Regions from separate parts of the Sus scrofa genome. Here regions 1 and 3 are each linked to region 2. Evidence: chromatin contacts called from public Hi-C and promoter capture Hi-C data. All regions are on one chromosome and are shown on one strand. Each heading gives the region's core, a stretch centred on a gene start, on an enhancer-like site or on the middle of the called end of the contact. The rest is flanking DNA. Distances are from core to core; before and after follow the strand shown. Region 1 holds the start of PTPN23 (tyrosine-protein phosphatase non-receptor type 23). Region 2 holds the start of ELP6 (elongator complex protein 6). Region 3 holds the start of SMARCC1 (SWI/SNF complex subunit SMARCC1).

Region 1 (3,039 bases), core at 453-2,952, 150 kb before region 2:
TTTTTGCTTTTTAGGGCCGCACTCATGGCATATGGAGGTTCCCAAGCTAGGGGTCCAATCGGCCTACACCACAGCTACAGCAACTCAGATCCGAGCCTCGTCTATGACCTACACCACAGCTCACAAGAATGCCAGATCCTTAACCCACTGAGTGAGGCCAGGGATCAAACTGTCAACCTCATGGTTCCTAATCGGATTTGTTTCCACTGTGCAATGAAGGGAACTCCAGAGATGGAGTCTTTAAAGAGTTAACTAAGAGTTCCCGCTCTGGCATAAAAGGTTAAGGATCCAGCTTTGCTGCAGGTGTGGCAGAGGTCGAAGCTGCAGCTCATATTCCACTCCTGGCCCATGAATTTCCATATGCTGCAGGTGCAGCTGAAAAACACAAAAACAAAAAGAATTAAGTTAACAGGAGGTTATGAGGCCTTAATCCCATATGACTGGTGTCCTTGTAAGAGGAGATTAGGGAGTTCCCGTTGTGGCTCAGTGGTTAACCAATCCGACTAAGAACCATGAGGTTGTGGGTTCAATCCCCGGCCTTGCTCAGTGGGTTGAGGATCCGGCGTTGCCCTGAGCTGTGGTGTAGCTCGCAGACGCGGCTCAGATCCAGTGTTGCTGTGGCTCTGGCGTAGGCCAGCAACTACAGCTCCAACTGGACCCCTAGCCTGGGAACCTCCATATGCCGCAGGAGTGGCCCTAGGCAAGGCAAAAAGACTTAAAGAAAAAAAAAAAAAGGAGATTAGAACATAGACTATGAGAAGACACGGGTAGAAGACATCCATCTACAAACCAAGGAGCAAGGCCTCAGAAGAAACCAACATTGCTGATACCTTGATTTCAGACTTGTGGTCTTATCATCATTTCTCCCACCTATGAGAAGGTGACTCCAAGATAGTCCTCCAGAAACAACTTTTAAGATGCTGGTAAATTTTTCTTTTTCCTTAAAAAAATTTTTATCTTCATGGCCTTGAATTTTCTTTTCTTTTCTTTCTGTTTTTTTTTTTTTTTTTTTTTTTTTTTTTTTTTTGTCTTTTTGCCATTTCTTGGGCAGCTCCTGCGGCATATTGAGGTTCCCGGGCTAGGGGTCGAATCGGAGCTGTAGCTGCCAGCCTATGCTAGAGCCACAGCAAAGGAGGATCCGAGCCGCGTCTGTGACCTACACCACAGCTCACGGCAACGCCGGAACCTTGACCCACTGAGCAAGGGCAGGGGTCGAACCCACAACCTCATGGTTCCTAGTCGGATTCGTTAACCACTGCGCCACGACAGGAACTCCTCTTTTCTTTCTTTCTTCTTCATTTTTTTAAATTTTGGTAAGATGTACCTATCGTAAAGTCTGTCATTTTAACCTTTTTTTTTTTTTTTTTTTTTCTTTTTCGGCCGTACCTGCAGCAGGCAGTTCCCAGGCAGGGGATCAAATCCTAGCTGCACCTGCCACCTACGCAGGGCAGTGCTGGATCCGGACCCTGCGCCGCAGATGGAACTCCTACAGGACTGTTTTTTAATGTCCTTCCCCTGAGTAGAGAACGCTAAGGGCTGTAGCCAGACCTGGCAGGTTTACTTTGCTCTGGAGAAGTAAACCAGTAGGCGCCCTGCCTGGAAGATCAGTGCAGAAAGACTACTACTCCCAGAAACGCTTTCGCCGCTGGCTGGAGATTTTGCCCTCTACGCCCTAGTCTCACGCGGAGGAGATTGAGCATGCGCAACGGAAACTGATCCTGGACGCAAGGCTGCGCGGACGGGGACTGCATCTCCCAGCAGGCCCTGGGGGCTTTTTTTTCATCCCCGCGTGACAAGCGACTTCCGGCGTGGAGGGGCGGTGCGGTGCGCGCGGTTGAGCCCCTGCTGTTAAAGCTAGGGAAGCTGCTGGGTGGCAGGGGGAGCGCCAGCCGCCATGGAGGCCGTTCCCCGCATGCCCATGATCTGGCTGGACCTGAAAGAGGCCGGTGACTTCCACTTTCAGTCAGCCGTGAAGAAGGTGAGTGCGCCTCCCACCCCCCACCCCCCACTTTTCCGGGGTATCTCCGTCGTCCGCCAGCGCGTGACGCCCCCTGCGCGTCCATTCTCTCCCAGGCCCTGTCGCAGGGTCGGGTGAGGCAGGAACGGCCTCCGCTGACTTTCCTTAGCCTGGTCCACCCACGCGAGACCGCAGACCATTTTCTCTTCTCGCCCGCCCGGGGCTAGCTCCCGCTGTCTGGTTGGAACCAGCTTTTCCACTTCTGGCCCAGGGCTATCCACGGTTCCCACCAAGGCACCTCACTTCCTCTGTGTGACGCTCTGGATCTAGTTCTGCCCGCCCCCTTTTCACGCCAGGACTGTCCCACGGAGATCAGTGGGCGTCCCCCTGTGACCGTCTGGGTGGAATGGTTGTGCCCGGCGCTCGGTGCGCAATCAGTCCACGACCCGACTAGGATGAGGATGACCCACTGGAATGCTTGATCTGCGATTGGAGTTTCTCTGACATTTGATGCAATTCTCTTCTGATCTCAGAAGAACTCTAATCTGGATCCCATTTGGACCAAAAGATGCAGTTCCATGTCATCTGGGGGAGGGTTGCTGCTTTTCACGACTGCTCAGAGAGGATAAACAGTGTTGAAGCTCCTGGAGAGACCTTCGCAGTCGTTTGTTGAATCTTCATTTGGAGGGAGGAATCAGGCAGGTTTAGCCTTAATGGAGGGAAGGGAACGCTATGGCGAGATCATGTATGGCCGGTACAAAATGGGGCCAGGTTTGTCGACTGGGAATCAGGTGCTGTCTGAGGCATGTATCTACTGCCTTGGGAAGGACCACTGGTAGCATTGAGAGTAAGAGGGGAAGTGAAAAGTAAAACCAGGAGGCCCTTGGAGTTTGACATCCTTGTGGTTTTAGCACAGCGTCTGCCAAAAGCTAGATGGTGCACCACTCAGGTGCTTGAGAAAAGAAATAGAAGAAAGAAAATTGGTTAAAAAGTAGTTTCCCAAGAAGCTCTCTCTTTCTCTCTTTACACCCCTGCCTTAGTTCAGATACTAACAGTTTGTATTCCTTTGGGTCTATAATTTA
Region 2 (2,855 bases), core at 151-2,650:
CACTTGGACTAAAATGTAAAAATTTTAGAGATGGCCTAGAGCGCGGGAAAGAGGGTGTTGAAGCTGTGGTGCTAAAGGTGGGCTGAGAGCTGCTTGAAAGAGCACAATTAGAGACCATAAGGAGGAAGAAGCGCAGCAGCGTTCAGTGCGACCCGCCAAGCGCTCCCGGGCCAGAGGAAGGCTCAGGACGGTTAAGAAGCGGGTCCCATGAGAAGGGTAGAGGGTGGAACTCTCCTCTCCTCTCGGGCAAGCACTTTTGGGCGCCAGGACGCCCACCTTATTGAACATGCATAGAGCTCGCTGGTACACGTTTGTGAAGTTAAGCCAATCCAAAGGTTGGATATGCTTCCTGTGAACCTCAAGGGCACACACGGCCTTTGAGAAGGCGCAATAAGGTCGAGATGCCCACGTTCCGCAAGCCCAAGAGTCCTGTCCAGTCCCCCAGTGGGCCCTCCGCGGACTACAATTCCCAGGCACCCCCGCACCTCCGGACCAACGTGTAATTTCCCACAGGTCAGAGTGCGCTTCATCCGGGTACGCCGTCTTCCGCCATGCTCCCGGGACCCGCCCATTTCCTGACGACCTTTACCTGCTCCACCTTGTCAGGACTGGTGTTGAGAAGGTTACTGAGTTCCGAGAACATTCTCAGCTCTGCGAAGGAGCGCCCTGGACGAAGAGATGGGGCTGCGGCAGAGACGGCTGAAGCTGGAGAGCGACACCCACCACTCAGGCCCGTGCGGCAGGAGCGCGCATGCGCAAAGCCTCTTCTAAGATCCCGCCGCAGCCAATAAAGCGAGCGCCCGGACCGGGCCGCTGCCTGCGCAGGCGCCGCGACGCGCATCCGGAGCCAGGGGCCAGGGGCCGGGCGCCAGGCGCCTTGGACAGTGGTTCCTTTGCAGGCCCTTCGTAGGGGCTCCCCAAGGTACCAGGCGACTGGGCCTCTTCCTCCTTCCCTTGGCTGCGCTCTCTCCCCAGCCCAGGACCTCCGGACTGTATAGCCTGTCGAGCTCCTGTAGTGTGTGCCACATTTCTAGAAGCTTGGCTACATCGCCTAACCAGAGGAGGGAAGATGCCCGCCCTCGTGAAAAACAAAAGACAAACATAATCAACACGGAATGGGCACAACATTGTAAATCAACTATACTTTTTGTTTTTAATTAAAAAATAAACGTGAAATGATACATTGAAAAGTTCTATGGAAAAAAGAAAAAGCATACAAGGAAGTAACAATGGGGTATGGGTAGGTTTCAGAATTAAAGGTGTTGTCAGGGTAGGGTCACTGACCAGATATGATTGGAACACGCCCTGTATGCTCCTCCTCGGGGCTTTCGCCCTGTTTCCCCCTCGTGGAATGTTCTTTTCCCAGATAATAAGCCGTTCAAAAAACCCCCGCGTTTTTTACGTCTTTACTCAGCTATCACCTTGACAGACCTTCCCTGAGCATCCTATTTAAATTGCAAACTGTCCCTTTCCCAGCACTTCTTATCCTTTTCACCTGCTGTTATTTTTTCTGTAGCTTTTATATGTATAGTTTTTGTTCTAGCCCAAGCAACCTCAGATCCCCAGAGACAAATCTGTAATTCGACAAAATTAAGTTTATTTACTCATTGTAGTGAGGGAGATAGCACACAAGCAGAGAGCCAGGAACCTGTCACCAAGCAAAGGAGAGAGTTGTATGACGATGTGGGGTTCAAAGGGAATTTAAATGAAGCACAGCTGCATGTACACGAGTCAAAATCTGGCTGGGACTGCAAAGCAGACCAGGGTCTCCATGGAAACTACAAGATTAGGATAGATTTGGAATGCAGTCATGATCTAAAGCTCTGCACCTGGGCTGGAAACTGAGGCTGCCTCTGTGTCAAAATCACTTAGATCCTCTAGCCAAGGGTGGGATGTTTCATGATTACTGCTGTGTGAAAAAGAAGGCAGGCCGTGTTATCCAGGAGCTACTTTGACACAGCTAGGTCTCAGTGTTTCCCTGTTGAGCATAAACAATTTCACAAAACATCAACATCAATTGATTATGATGGATGAAGACAAAACTAGACCGCTCCATCACTGTGATGAACACGAAACATGAACATTGTCTAAGCCACAAACAAAACATTCCCTCTCCCAGCTAATAAGAGTGCTGCTTGGAGTTCCTGTCGTGGCTCAGTGGTTAATGAATCTGACTAGAAACCATGAGGTTGCAGGTTTGATCCCTAGCCTCGCTCAGTGGGTTAAGGATCCGGCGATGCCGTGAGCTGTGGTATAGGTTGCAGATGCTGCTTAGATCCCGAGTTGCTGTGGCTGTGGTGCAGGCCGGTGGCAACTGCTGCTTCTCGGAGGTCCTGTCATGGCAGGGTGGAAACGAATCCAACTAGGAACTGTGAGGTTGTTTCGTCGCAGACTTGGCTCAGATCTGGAGTTACTGTTGCTGTGGTGTAGGCTGGCGGCTGTATTTCTGATGAGACCCTTAGCCTGGGAACCTCCATGTGCTGCAGTTGAGACCCTAAAAAGACCAAAAAAAAAAAAAAAAAAGAAAAAAGTGCTGCCTCTCTACCACTGACATAGCCTCATTCTAGTTGGCCCTCCATATATAAGATTTATTAAGATACATAATCATAGAATTAACATCTATTACTCAGCCACAAAAAAGAATGAAATAATGCCATTTGCAGTGACGTGGATGGACCTAGAGATTATCATACTGAGTGAAGTAAGTGAGACAGAGAGACAACATCACATGATATCACTGATGTGTGGCATCTTTAAAAATGATACATATAGGAGTTCCCGCTGTGGTGATGTGGGTTAAGGATCCAGTGTTGCTGAAGCTGTGGCATAGGTCAAAACTGGGGCTTTAATTTGGT
Region 3 (3,136 bases), core at 31-2,530, 230 kb after region 2:
CTGCAGTGAACAGGCCTGACAAGGTCCTCACCCCAGTGGCTATGGTCCATAATGGGGGAAGTAGAGAACTGAAAAGCAGGGACACAGACAGTATTTTTGGTATTCTGCTTTCTAACACCTTCTAAGGGAGTCATCTCTAATTATTTACATAAAGGGTGAGCTAAGGAGTTCTCTTAGGGTGCAGTGGGTTAAGGTTTCTGAGTTGTCACTGCAGTGGCTAGGGTTGCTGTTGTGGCTCAGGTTCAAGCCCTGGCCCAAGAACTTCCTGCCTTGGCCACACGACTTGGGGGCCACCGAAAAAAAAAAAATTAAGAAGCTAAAAAATGTGTTATTAACAAAGGACTAAGTCACAACTTTCAATACCACTGACTCAGTAGAACTTACACTCCAAGGTAGGAGAAACAGGTTATTGAAAAGAATAATCTTAAAAAGTGGTATGAAGAAAACAAAGGTGACATGAAGTAGGGTGTAACATAAATAGGTTCTCAGGGAATGCCTCACATTATGTACAAGTGAACATTATCTCATGCAACCCCCCTATACATAACCAGACGTAAGGTGAGGTAAAAGCCCCTTTTAATAGGTCTCATCAATAGTCTGATTGTATTAACCAGCTGTTACTAATGTCCGGGTACAATCATCCACAGTCCTGTTGGCATTTCAATAAGAGGTCACCTAACCTTAGCCACCTAACCTGTGAAGACTACTCTCTAAATAAAACTTGCAGCTACTTTTACAACTCTAGCACAGTTTTAATAACCACGGTTCACACACCTAAAGCAGCCAACAAAAGAGAAAGATTCACACCCTCCGGGTTGCTGAGCTCGACCTGCTCCTTCACAGAGTTCGCCCCGGGAGCGTGGGCTCCAAGGAAAACCCAGAGGGCCGGCGGAGCCCAGAGCGCGCTGGCGCCGAGAGCGCACCGCGGGGGCGTGGTGGTCCAGGCTCCTGCCTTTGTTGTCCCTCGTGGCGCGCGGGGGGAGGGGCGGCCCGAGGCCCGCGAGGCCACCAGCCGCCCCCGGCCCCCTTCTCGTGGCCTCCCCGCCCTACGGGCGCGCGAACCTACCTTCTTGTAGTGCTTGCCCAGCCAGACCCGCACCGAATCCAGCTGGGACACCGTCTCCGGGCTCTCCCAAAACTTGCTGGCCGGGCCGCCGTCCTTCCGCCGATAAACAGCCAGGCCAGCCGCCGCCGCCACGCCTCCCGTGCCCGCGACGCCCGCCGCCGCCCCCAGCCCCCCCCGCCGCCGCCCGCCGCCGCGGCCATGGTCGCCGTCCGTCGTCCCCACCGCCTCGCCCGCCCCGGCCCTCGCGGTATTCCCCGTTCGCACGCGCGCGCGCGCGCAGCCGCCACCGCCGCCTCCCGGCCCCGCCCAACCAGCCTCCTTCCGGCACAGATACCCGACCCCGCCCCTTCTCCGGACCGGCGCCCTAACCGACAAGGGCACGCGCACACGCATGCGCAGCACTCACGCCAGGCCAGCCGCAGAACAAATCCACCCGCCCCTTCCGTCATCTGGGGCTGCCTGCGCATCCTCTCCGCCACCTAGACTCGCTTTCTGTGCCTCTGGCAGTTTCCTGGTTCCCTTTGTCGAGTCGTTATGCAGTCTACAGGGGCACGGAGATTCTTTGTAATCGACTGTAACCGCCCGGAGAAAAGGGATGGTGTGAGATGTTCCAAGGGAGAGCCTATATGCGGTGTCGCATGCCGGCGGAGGAACCCACAGTCCAGGTGGGAATCTCTGCCTGCCCCCACTTGCCCTCAGACTTTCTTCACGAAGTGACCTTGTCGGCCTTTACAAAACACTCACATGGGACGACTACCTTCGACCATTCTTCGACTTGACACATCTACATCTTACACCCTATCAAGGCTTCAGCCACACCAACTTGTCCCTGCCTCGGGGCCCTTGCACCAGTTGTCCCCACGACCTGGACACCTCTTCCCCTCTAATTGTCACTTAGGCGCTTTCAAATTCGTATTTCACAAAAGCAACCCCTGACCATTACAATCTTTTTTTTATTTTTTTAATTTCTGAGTGGCAGGTTTATAATTTGTTGTTTTTTTTCTGTATTGACCATACAATCTTAAGTTTTTGTTTTTTTGTATCAGCGGCATGTGGAAGTTAACTGTCCAGGGATTGAACCCGAGACCTGAACCACAGCTGCAGCAACACCAAATCCTTAACAGAGTGTGCCACTAGGGAACTTTTTGTACAATCTTGAACAATCATACTCATTTGACATTCTCTGCATAGTTGGTCTTTATTTTCTTCTCAGAGAAATTACATGAGAGCCTAAACTTTACCTGTTCACAGGTTCAGTGCTGGGAACAGGGCCTGTTATTTAACAAATGTACAATAAATATTAGATGAATGAATGAACCACAAAGAAGCAGAAGGGATTTAAGTTATTAGCGAAGTGTTATTGGCCATTATGGAGTTTTGAACACAGTGCTAGCTGACCTCAGAACAGCAAGTGACTAATTTCGAGAAAAGTCTGGCGAGTTTTTTGAGACCAACTTTTAAGAATGAATAGAATGTGATCAGGGAGGGAGTTCCCATCGTGGCACAGGGGAAGGGAATCCGACTAGGAACCATGAAGTTGTGGGTTCGATCCCTGGCCTCGATCAGGGGGTTAAGGATCTGGCGTTGCCGTGAGCTGTGGTGTAGATCACAGACGTGGCTCAGATCCAGCATTGCTGCTGTGGCTGTGGTATAAGCTAGCAACTACAGCTCTGATGTGACCCCTAGCCTGGGAACCGCCATATGCCATGGTTGTGGCCCTTAAAAAAACAAACAAGGGAAAAAAGTATTAGTTTGGGAAGTTGCCACTGTGGCTCAGTGGGTGGCAAACCCAACTAGTATCCATGAGGGTGCAGGTTCAATCCCTGGTTGGGTTAAGGATCCAGCACTGCCGTGAGCTGTGGGTGTAGGTTGCAGACTTGGCTTGGATCCTGAGTTGCTCTGGCTGTGGTGTAGGCCGGCAGCCATGACTCCGATTCGATCCCTAGCCTGGGAGCTTCCATATGGCACAGGCGCAGCCCTAAAAAGCAAAAAATAAGTAAATTTTTTATTAAAGTATTAGTTTGGGAGTTCCCTGGTGGCCTAGTGGGTTAAGAATCTGACATGGTCGTT

What was found. Promoter capture Hi-C pulls out the DNA fragments that hold promoters and counts their contacts. A called contact is a pair of places that touch in the nucleus more often than the background predicts.
Region 1: a contact with region 2 is called in a Hi-C map of liver, with 11 times the contacts expected there. The contact joins the promoter of PTPN23 here to the promoter of ELP6 in region 2. A contact is called at or near these places in 6 of 47 Hi-C or Micro-C datasets (heart right ventricle, liver and skeletal muscle) and 1 of 2 datasets of contacts at active chromatin or transcription factors (alveolar macrophages).
Region 3: a promoter capture Hi-C map of fetal skeletal muscle shows a contact between it and region 2, with 2.6 times the contacts expected there. The contact joins the promoter of SMARCC1 here to the promoter of ELP6 in region 2. A contact is called at or near these places in 1 of 5 promoter capture datasets (fetal skeletal muscle), 2 of 47 Hi-C or Micro-C datasets (adipose tissue and embryonic fibroblasts) and 1 of 2 datasets of contacts at active chromatin or transcription factors (alveolar macrophages).

What each region holds. Positions count from the first base shown.
Region 1 is chr13:30,188,957-30,191,995 of Sscrofa11.1, forward strand. It overlaps PTPN23 (tyrosine-protein phosphatase non-receptor type 23), which reads left to right and starts at 1,703. Exons shown (of 25, transcript XM_021068730.1): 1 at 1,703-1,978. The coding sequence starts at 1,895.
Region 2 is chr13:30,340,552-30,343,406 of Sscrofa11.1, forward strand. It overlaps ELP6 (elongator complex protein 6), which reads right to left and starts at 1,401. Exons shown (of 7, transcript XM_003358419.4): 1 at 590-1,401. The coding sequence starts at 841.
Region 3 is chr13:30,574,990-30,578,125 of Sscrofa11.1, forward strand. SMARCC1 (SWI/SNF complex subunit SMARCC1) reads right to left here and starts at 1,281. Exons shown (of 29, transcript XM_021068731.1): 1 at 1,234-1,281; 2 at 1,067-1,231. The coding sequence starts at 1,266.